2 separate regions of the Triticum aestivum genome follow, and region 1 is linked to region 2. Evidence: chromatin contacts called from public HiCAR-type data. All regions are on one chromosome and are shown on one strand. Each heading gives the region's core, a stretch centred on a gene start, on an enhancer-like site or on the middle of the called end of the contact. The rest is flanking DNA. Distances are from core to core; before and after follow the strand shown.

Region 1 (5,412 bases), core at 217-2,716, 180 kb after region 2:
GCATAATCTCATAGTCATAGGAACATGTATAAGTCATGAAGAAAGCAATAGCAACATACTAAACGATCGGGTGCTAAGCTAATGGAATGGGTCATGTCAATCACATCATTCTCCTAATGATGTGATCCCATTAATCAAATGACAACACATGTCTATGGTTAGGAAACATAACCATCTTTGATTAACGAGCTAGTCAAGTAGAGGCACACTAGTGACGTTTTAGTTTGTCTATGTATTCACACAAGTATTATGTTTCCGGATAATACAATTCTAGCATGAGTAATAAACATTTATCATGATATAAGGAAATAAAATAATAACTTTATTATTGCCTCTAGCGCATATTTCCTTCATTCCCCCACCTATTTTCACACTCCACCTTACAGCTAGTTAAAGTGGCTAACATTTTGCGTTTCGGTATTAAGGCTAACCTCCGTAATCGCCTCTCCCTCACGGCAGAACAAGAGCTTGTGTCGCTTTTGGCTATTTTGCAGGATTTCGTGCCATCGGCGGGGGAAGATCAACAGTTCCTACGACAAGTCATTTGCTTCTCCACCAAGCATGCATATGGTGTCCTCATGGCTCGGCCAGAGACCGATCTCATGGCCCCTCTCATATGGAGTGCCAAGGTTCCTCGGAAACTCAAAGTATTCGCATGATTACTCTTCAAAGACCGTCTCAACACTAGTGTTAACCTTGCATGCAAGCATATCATCGACTCAGACATGTGCCCTCGATGTGCTACGACAACCGAAGACTCCAACCACCTCTTCATCACATGCCCTCTTGCCAATAGGATTTGGCAACGGCTGGGGCTCCTACCACCTTCCAGCGACATCACATATCTCTGGGACGTCTCTACCCCTCCTCACCTCCCAACCACAGCATGGCCTTCAGTCCTGTTGGCTTTGCTTTGGATGACTTGGACAACACGTAATGACATGGTTTTTAGGTCAATAGACCAAAGGTCTGTAATAACCTTGAGGAACCTTATTTCTGCTTTGGGCCTATGGTCACATCGTCTTGTGAGTTCACAAGACAAGGAGGACATCCTTTCGTGGCGTTCCTACCTCTCTGCACGTTGCACCGTGCCTATGTAATTTTGTACTCACTGCCACGGCAGCCCCTTGAGTAATATATTCAGGTGGGGAGCTCCCCCCCCCACCCCCCACCCCCCCCCCCCCCCCCCCCCCCCGCCCCCGGTTGATTCTCATTTTTTTAGCTAAATGGGTTAAAAACCAGCAAAACTTTCGCTAAATGGAATAGTTTTAGTTAAGTTAAAAACTGTTAAATGAGATGATTTGTGTAAAAGATGTTAAAGGAAGGGAAATTAAACGTCAAGCAGCTACATGTAAACGTTGAGAAATTAAACACGACCCTCCCTAGTTGCACCGAGTGGATGGCGACTTCCAATTGCCATGGTCGGCAATTTGCTATTAATTTTCCCCGTTTCCAAAAGCTACCTTTGCTCGTCCACCGTGCTGCTCTGCTCAATGGCGGCCCACCATGTCGCCTTGTCTGTTCTCATCCTTGTCGTCCCCCTGCTCGCGCCCAGCGGCCTCGTCGCAACAGAGCCGTGGCCACTGTGCGGCGACAGCCGCGAATACAACGACAAGAGCCAGTACCAGGCCAACCTCAACCTCGTCGCCGCCGCGCTCCCCACGAACGCCTCGGCGTCGCCCAACCTCTTCGCCACCGCCGAGGCCGGGGCCGTCCCGGAGAAGGTCACGGCTCTCGCGCTCTGCCGCGGCGACGCCAGCTCCAGGGCCTGCTCCAGCTGCCTCGTCAACGCCTTCGCCAACCTCCCGAACGTGTGCCCCGGCTCCAAGGAAGCTGTCATCTACTACGACGCCTGCATGCTCCGCTACTCCGACGTGCAGTTCCTCTCCGCCGACGACTCTGAGCCCCTGGGCGTGGAGCTCACCTACACGGTCCGCAACGACGCCAACGCCACGTCGGAGCCGGGCCGGTACCAGCGCGCCGTGGCCACGCTCATGAACGCCACCGCGGACTACGCCGCGTACAACTCCACGCGCCGGTACGCCACCGGCCAAGCCGACCTCGACCGGGAGTTCCCCAAGGTGTACAGCTGGGCGCAGTGCACCCCCGACCTGACGCCCGGCCGGTGCCGGGACTGCCTCGCTCAGTTGATCGCGCAGTTGCCGGTGCAGTTCACGGATAGTATCGGGGGCAGGCTTCTTGGTCCCCGATGCAGCTTCGAGTACGAGACCAAGCCCTTCATCAATGGCCCGGTGATGGTGCAGCTGCCAGCAACGTCCGCGAGCTCTGGAGCGCCGGGGCCGGCCGTGGCTCCTACATCGGCGACAGCAGAGGGTGAGCTCTTAACTTTCAGTAAAGTATATGGACATTTCCTCTGCTCATTGCTCTGCTTCCCTCTATATATATTTAGGCGTACAAAAATTCCTGAAAATTGTTATATTCAAACTCTAAAGAATCAACCAATGTCCATTTCCCTCCAACCATTTCAAATCGTGCAGGGTGTAATCTTGTGATATTTCAGTTCATGTCTGCTACACTCGTCTGACATAACACGAGTCATCTCAAATTGTACAGGGAGAAAGTACAGTGTTCCTGGCATGGTTCTTATCATTCTCTTGCCTACAATAGCAGCCATAAACCTCATTGTTTGGCTCTTTTCATGGAGGAGGAGGAGGCAGGCACTTGCAAAGGCAAAGCAACCAGGTATGTATGTCATTTTGTCACTCAAAATTCCCCAGCTACAGTGTCAGTGCCTAAAATGAAACAATTTATGCACTTGTGTCATGTATTCACGATGGCGTCTCTATTCAAACAGATCCAAATTATTCCACTGATGAAGCAGAGGACATGGAAAGTGTGGAGTCAATGTTAATTGACATTTCAACTTTGCGGGCTGCAACCGAGGATTTTGCAGAAAGCAACAAACTCGGCAAGGGTGGATTTGGCCCGGTGTACAAGGTAATGAGCTAACCTGTCTTGAAGCAAGTAGGCACAACACTGGAAAACTGGTGGTTGAGCAAAACTTTCATACAATTTTCAGGGTACTCTCCTAAACGGCGATGAGATCGCAGTCAAGAGAATGTCCAAGAGCTCAACACAAGGAGTGGAGGAGCTCAAGAATGAGCTCGCCTTAGTTGCAAAGCTGAAGCACAAGAATCTTGTTAGACTTGTCGGTGTCTGCTTGGAGCAACAAGAGAGGCTACTCATCTATGAGTTTGTTCCTAACCGAAGCCTCGACCTGATCCTTTTCGGTAACTAGTTGAGCGATGATTCCATTGTCTGTTTTCTCCGCGCATTGAAATAATAGTGTAACATCGCATAGATCTTATACCATTTTCTAATTCTTCTGATGGAAAAGCAGACGAAGCGAAACGTCAAAAACTAGATTGGGAAACGAGGTTCAAGATCATAAATGGAGTGGCTCGAGGCCTGCAATACCTCCATGAAGACTCTCAGCTCAAAGTAATCCATCGTGACCTCAAAGCGAGCAACGTCTTGCTGGACATGAACATGAACCCGAAAATCTCGGATTTTGGCCTTGCCAAGATTTTCGGGAGAGACCAGACCCAGGGTGTGACGAACCGCGTCATCGGCACATAGTAAGTAGTAGCATGATAGACCGTAAGTTTCCAGCAGGAGGTAACTAACTAACTATGAACTCTTGTTGTTAATTCAGTGGATACATGGCGCCAGAGTACGTGATGCGTGGGAACTACTCGGTGAAATCAGACGCTTTCAGCTTTGGCGTTTTGGTCCTGGAGATCATGACAGGAAAGAAGAACAGTGACTGCTACAACTCCCAGCAATCTCAGGATCTCTTGACCACAGTATGAGCTTGTTATTTGAACATCTGGCTAACATGCAGCGCATCTTGGCTCATCGATGTTACACAATTGTGCAGGTATGGGAGCATTGGGTGGCCGAAACAGTGTTGGAAGTGGTAGACCCATGCATGAACAAGAGCTTCTCGGAGAGTGATGCGCTGAGGTGCATCCATGTCGGGCTTTTGTGCATCCAGGGCAACCCGGCAGACCGGCCGATGATGTCGACGGTGGCCATGATGCTTGGCAGCAACACATTCTCTCTCCCTACTCCGTCGAAGCCGGCATTCTACACTACAAACGATGGTGCCAATTCGAGCACCGGGTCAAGCGTGTCGATCCCATCAGTGCAAGCCCGGTCATAGAGTTTACTTCATAGCAACAATTTCAGCGTAAATAGCCAATGTATCTATGGTCCTATTGCACCCGAATTGGAAAAATAATTTAGACATTACAAAAGGAGTAAAAAAATCCTGAATTTGTTTGGATTCGAACTCGTGCGAAAAGTTTCGCGAAAGAATAGCTTCGAACGACTCCAGAGCCAAGAAAACAATTTTGAGATTACAAAAAGCATGAATTGTAAGTTTTATAAAGTGTCAAGTCTTTTTCCGCCTATAATATAACGAGTCATTCCTCTGTGAAACTTTTCACACAAGTATTACAAAAAGCCAAAGTCAGTATGGGTACTATTACAAAAAATTCGGACCTCATGCTCGAGGACGTAAATTCGACCATTTTTAAATTTTTGCGAGAAACTGGTAGATAGTTGCATGTAGCTAGTTGTAGTCGGTGCTGGCAAGCTGTAGTGTGATATACGTATGAAAATGGCGAGTCATTTGGCCGGAGAGGGTGCGCCGTGAGATGCTAATGCCGTGAGTGGTGACGTACATGAATCAAGTTGTACTATACCTGGTTGTTAGCATTAATCTTGATTCATGTATCAGCATGCTTAGTTTAGTTTTGCATGTAGCTAGTTGTAGTCGGTGCTGGCAAGCTGTAGGGGTGTGATACGTATGAAAATGGCGAGTCGTTTGGCCGGAGAGGTTGCGGGGTGAGATGCTAATGCCGTGAGTGGTGGCGTACATGCGAGATGCCGGAGGGCCTTGTGAAGCGGCTGCATCACTCATAGGCTAGAGTACGAGAGTTTGTTAGCTGCATGGGTTAGTTAGCAATAATCCTACACACACGAACCTATTACGGGCTTTTACTTAATTTTCTTCTAACAAATCTCTCAGCCCCCCTGATTTTTAGTAGGGGTGGGGTCCAACCTCCCCTCGTATCCAATCCCAATTGCCCACGCCAGCTAGCCCGTGAACCCCGTAATAGATTTCTCCGTGAGTGTAGCATTGCTCGTTAGTTAGTGGCCTATAGAAAAGGTCTTAGTTGTAGTTAAGTCGTGAGTGCATGGCGTGATAGGATAAGTGTACTGGCCGGTCACATGTGTCCTAGTCTTGTGGATCTAGAGTGATTCTAGGAGAAGGGTATGACTATGCGTTGCCCTGGTTGGTTAGGGCATGTACAAAGGTACTATCTTGAGAGTGCCACGTAGAATAAACGATGAGGTAAAGGACAGAAGAATTCGTAAGAACAG
Region 2 (5,714 bases), core at 804-3,303:
AAAATACTCACTTGCCTGAAGAAGTTTAGAAGAAGAAAAAAAGCAGAATATCAATCTTGGTTGTGTAACTAATTTGCTGGAAATACTACAGTAGTGATTTTTTTCAATAAAATACATGTTCATTCTTGATACAACCGAGTGAATAGCTCGACGCAGAGTAGTGAACGGAGAGGAAAATAAATACCGAAAAGAAAGTTGTCGAGGCTCCCATTCTTGATATATTCGTAGACGAGCAACGTATCATTCTGATGCGAGCAAAACCCCTGTAATCTGACAAGATTCTTGTGCTGAAGCTCTGCCAATAGAACCACCTCATTGCGCAACTGATGCAAACCATGCTCAGTTGCTCCCAAAAGCTTCTTAACTGCTATTTCTTGCCCATCCGGCAGTGTTCCCTGAAACATGCAAATTGTTTTTCAGACAAAGCCCGATAGAGTGATACATCGACTCCTTTTGCACTCGCTTTCTTGCTTGTTTTCTTACCTTGTATACAATTCCATAACCACCTTCTCCAAGCTTATTCGCCTCTGAAAAGTTTCCGGTTGCCTCTTGCAGTGCCAGCAAATCAAAGATCAAGGCTCTCGCCATTTTCTTGAATGCTAGTGTCATATGAAAAGCAAGAATGTTATCAGTAAACAACAAGTCCGGCTCTTGAACAGAAGACATGCTAGATGCAAGATTCTACTCACGATTATCGTCCTCGGCGGCCTTAATTTTTCTCTTGAAGCGGATGAAAGCGAAAACTGATAGTAGAATCAATAACAAGACAACAGAAGAAGCAATGCCTGCATAGATTCCTGTTGCACTCCTTGTGTTTCCTGAATGATGATAAAAGTAGAAGATAAATGCCTTGCTCAGATAAGAAGGGGAACTGAAAGTGTGCTAGCTACTCCCTCGGTTCCAAAATAGTACTCCCTCCATTCCAAAATACTTGTCGTGCTTTTAGTACAAATTTGACCTAAAACCACAACAAGTATTTTGGAACGGAGGGAGTAGACACTAAAGTTAGTACAAAGTTGAGTCATCTATTTTGAAACGGAGGGAGTAGCTGCTACTGCTAGTACTACCTGCGCCATGCTCGGGAGTGACAGAAGGAGATGGCGGTGGCGGGGCCGGAACCTGAAGCATCGCCTGGCCGTCGTAGATCGGCCGCACGCCATACCTCAGGATGCACCACGCGGAGCCAGCCTCGATCCATCCGGGGTTAGTGCCCATGTAGGGTGCTGTCTCATCTTGGAGTCTCCGGAGGCAGCCGTCGCACTGCGCCGGCGCCAGGTTGGGCATGCACTGCGCGAGGCCGTATACCTTGGGGTTGAAGGCCTCCTCGCCGGTGGCGAAGTACTTGCTTCTCATGGTCGAATTGCTGCTCGCCGCCGGCGACGGGGACGACACCGCGTGGTTGACCACGGCGGTGAGGATCGCACTGACCGCGGCGCCGAACCAGGCGGCCGAAACCGTGACGCTGGCCCGATCCGCGACAACGGAGAAAGTGATCTCACGGACCTGCCACTGGTCCGCGCCGAGGAAATCGAGGAATCGCTGGACGGAGAAGCGCAGGACGCAGCCGTCCTCGTACATGGCGGCGCCCGTGTCGCCGGGGCAGCTTGCCTGCGCGTCGCCGAACGCCTTGGCCACGCACGCGCGGCAGGACGAGGCGTTCGTGCCGCCCCGGCAGAGGGCCATGCCGTAGACCAGGCCGGGCGCCGTGCCGACGACGGCGGTGGCGAAGCCGTTTGGGGAGGTGGAGGCGTTGCCGGGGAGTCCCGCGGCGAGCAGCTTCAGGGTCGAGGGAAAGGTGCTGCTGGACGTTTGGGGGTTGCCGTCGCACTCCATTGAGGCCGACTCAGCCGGCGCCAGCAGGTGGGCCGCGATGATCATGGGGAGAACGGCGTAGCCGCCGGGGAGCATCACCGTGGAAGCGCGTGGGGGGAGACCGGTGGACCGGCTCGCTTTTCTTTGGCACGACGACAGAGCGGGGACGGCGACGGCGACGCACCATTTGTCATATTTTTTTCCACGAGTACGAGTGGGTGCGCAAGTGGCAATCCAAAGGAGTCAAAGTTGATTGGCCGCCCGCAGGCCGCAATTTTGGGTGTGTGGTATCATGACTGGCAAGTGGACGAGTCATCAGCCCTATCCAACAGGGCATCAGGAGTGCGCACAAGATTGGGACCCGCATGACAGCTCTCGTCAGTGTGGCCAACCCGTCCCTGCCGGCGCCGATGTCGGCGCCTCATCACGGTGTCCTATCTCCCTCGTCACTCCGAGAGAGAAAGCCATGGCATGTCCTGATCCCCCCCTCTACCGACGGAAGATCACGTAGAGGGGGATCTAGATTGAGATCAAATCCAGGGGCATGGGCGATTCAAACCAATGCGGCGGGTCACGTGGGGGAGCGGCTTGCCGGGATCCGTCACATGCAGATGTGGGAGGATCAGGCAGTTGGTACATGAGACGAGGGCCCGAGCCAGGCAAACAGGAGGCGAGCGGGCCCCTTTGCATGTCGTCGACGCCGCCGCTGGTTCCCTCTGCCTTCGTCGGCCGCTCTGGCGGTCGGAGGGAGGGGGAACCTCAGATCTATGGGTCGCGTGTGTTCTCAGTTTGGTTAGGGTTGAGGGAGTTGCTGAAGCCATCATGGCGTCGTGCCTGAATAAGTTTTCCTATGCTCCATTCGTAGTCAGACGGGGCTCTTGCCTTGGTCTAGGAGCCAATGGGGTGGGGGATCCCCGGAACTCGTTGAGGTTGCGGGCTATGGTGTCTGAAGATCGACCGACACTAGTTGGGTTGGTCATCGGATGGGATGTGGTTGTGTGGAAATGGAGATTATTATTCCTCCTCGCCGGTATGATTTTTTTTGATGTTGTTCTCCCTCCTTCGTATTTCTGCTAGAGGGATGTCCTGTTTGGCCTGGGCGATTGGCCCTGCCGCGGCGCCGGAACCAGATCCTAGTTCACTTTCATATGGAAGGGGTACATCTAGCGGTACTCAAAGCCACATATGGTGAAGGCTGTTGCATGCGTGTTGGCTGCACTTTTGTGTCCTTGTCTTTTCGGCGTCAGAGCAAAAAAAGGAGGACCAGCGTGGCGGCAATTATGTTGTGGTTGAAGATGATGACTTGCTTGGGTATGGGTGTAGATTCTTGTGTTGCAGGTTTGTTCTCACAAGGTTCATGGTTGATGACACATAAACATCTTCGTGTTTCACTGGTTGTTTTAGTGCTCTTTATTATTCTGTTAGGGTGTCCTTGTGCAGGTTAAGAACTTTGTATTATTTCCTGATTTGAATACAAGCATACTTTCTACAAAAAAAAAGATGGGGGAGGACTGGCAGGCTACATTGCGCATATAGTTCAAAATGAATGACGGATACTGCCCTGATACTTTGATACTGCCTCGATACAGTTCGACACGTATTCCTTGATTTGCATTTTTTAATAAACTAATATTTGATACACGTGGGATACTGCTGTGACACATTTTTGATAAGGAAAAGCATGATGTATCTAACTATTTCTTAATTTTATTTGTATTTACAACTAACTAACTTACTCTGTTTTGATGCCATATTTCCATTTAGAATCTCATATGATCAAAATGACACTTGGAGTATTAGCTGAAAGACTTCATCACTTGAATAAAAAAGATATGCTTCTCATCAAAACTCCTTATTTTCGCATTTTAAATGTTTTTTGTATGGTAATATGTGTCTCATTTATATCATAAACGTACCCATGTATCCTAATTTTTTTTAAAAAAAATTGACGTATCAGATGTGTCTTTGTATCACGTATCTGGTACGTATCTAATTAGGGTCTGTCTAGGACATATCTAGATGTGACATAGTTATGTCACATCTAAGCTGATGTCCACTCTGTTTGTGATTTATTTTTTTTGTCTTAGTTTTTTTTTGTTTCTTGTTGATGCATTTTATATTTGTGGGAGCTTAGATGTGACATCTTTAAAAACATCTAGATGTGAATTAGACAAACTGATCTAATTACCCATGCATCGTAGTTGGTAGTAACAAATCCCGCTATCATCGAGGGTATACCGGATTCGTCAAGCAAAACAAAGAGAGGTGGAGTACGAAGCCAAAGAGAGGGCAAATCTGGCGCTCTCTCGAACTATGGTGAAGGAGCGAGGGAGATTGTTTGCGAAGGGGCACCCATCCTTCGAGGAGACCTTGGTATGGGTGACGGCAGAACTAAAGTCATCGGTACCTCTGTCATGGGAGGGCATCACCATGCTCCACTTCGAGGGGAAGCATGAAGATCAACTTCTATGCCGGAAAGAAGTTGCCCTGAATCTAGTAAGTACCTCCCCCCTCATCTCCTTGCGTGCTCTTGGGAAGTGTGGAAATCTTGCGCTTGTTCCTGATGTGGTGTTGATTTTGTTAGAAAGACTCGTCCTTGTATTTTTGCACCCATTGTTTGGCTCCATCCTTTGCATGGAGCTCTGACTAGGAGGGAGTGGCGGAGCTTGGCCCAAATAGTTGGGCAGGACGACTGAAGGAAATAACTACCGAGCTTTTGTTCGATGGTCTAAAAGTGGGTATTCACTTATCACTCCATTAGTCTCCTTGAACTCAACTACTACTATAAACCAAAGTCATTGAGCACAAATGATCGAGATATTCATAGTTTTGTCTAGAGTTTTGCGACTCTTTCATGATGGTGTACGTGTCGATCTGCTCCATTTAATTATAGAGTTATATAGTGTTATATCTGCTCCAAAACATATGGCACGGTTGATTATTTACAATTTCCAGTTCATAATTTTAGCCGCCATATTTATTTATGATACATAAAAAATAGTAAAATGGTGCACGGCATATATAAACGTATGAAAATGAAAGTTGATTTTACATGTCCAATCACTATACTTCTTCATATCATATAGTGGTCAAACTTTTAAGACATTGATAATATGTTTACTTATGCGCCTCATATTCACAACAGTATGGGGTATTCATCTTATGTATGTACAATGTATATGCTTTCCCGTGTCCTTCTCAAGGCTATTTTTTTCATGAAGAATGCTACTTTGTACTGAAGAATTTGCATGCCTTAATTCTTTCCGTGGAATATTGAATTTCAATCATTGTAATTAGAACATACATGATCCATCACAAAAAAAAGAACATACATCATGATTCATTATTTACTAAAAAAATGCGAGAATGTAAATATTAATTATTTGCACTAAGAGATGTCCATGTATTTCTAGTCTGAGTTGTCCATGCATGATTTATTACTGGTAGCACCTTTATTACTTTAAACAAAAGTATTTTGCCAAAAAATATGGCCCCACAGTTTTTGCTGTGTACATACACATTTTTTTCTTTTTTAATCTGGTAGAGGATATTTTATCCCAACATGAAGCACTAACTAAAGAAAGAATCCATGATCCTCAAAATAAAAAAAAAATCTTTTTTTAACACGAATGTATTGTGCTTGGACTTTCTTTTTGTTCTCGGACTCTTTTGGTGGGGTGTTGGGACTCTCACATGGGAGTTGTTGCCTGCTGTATTTTGCAATACCAAAGTTGTGCTTATGGATGATTGTCTCGTACACCTTTTTCTAAAGGGAAGGCATACGAGTCGTGTCAAACTTTTTTTTGGAGGAGACATGTCAAACTGTTTGTGCATGATAATATTTGATAAGAGTATTTGTATGTAACGCTACATATTTTAAATCTCAGCCGTCAATAGTTAAA

The links. HiCAR-type assays count read pairs that join an accessible place to other places.
Region 1: a contact with region 2 is called in a HiCAR-type map of leaf, with 4 times the contacts expected there. The contact joins the promoter of LOC123182572 here to the promoter of LOC123069767 in region 2. A contact is called at or near these places in 1 of 5 Hi-C or Micro-C datasets (leaf) and 1 of 1 datasets of contacts at active chromatin or transcription factors (leaf).

The regions. Positions count from the first base shown.
Region 1 is chr1A:581,942,405-581,947,816 of IWGSC CS RefSeq v2.1, forward strand. LOC123182572 (cysteine-rich receptor-like protein kinase 6) reads left to right here and starts at 1,467. Exons shown (of 7, transcript XM_044595208.1): 1 at 1,467-2,334; 2 at 2,575-2,703; 3 at 2,816-2,958; 4 at 3,041-3,251; 5 at 3,362-3,599; 6 at 3,677-3,827; 7 at 3,902-4,384. The coding sequence starts at 1,494. The coding sequence ends at 4,186.
Region 2 is chr1A:581,764,059-581,769,772 of IWGSC CS RefSeq v2.1, forward strand. LOC123069767 (putative receptor-like protein kinase At4g00960) reads right to left here and starts at 2,054. Exons shown (of 7, transcript XM_044492709.1): 1 at 1,068-2,054; 2 at 690-818; 3 at 484-599; 4 at 185-395. The coding sequence starts at 1,908.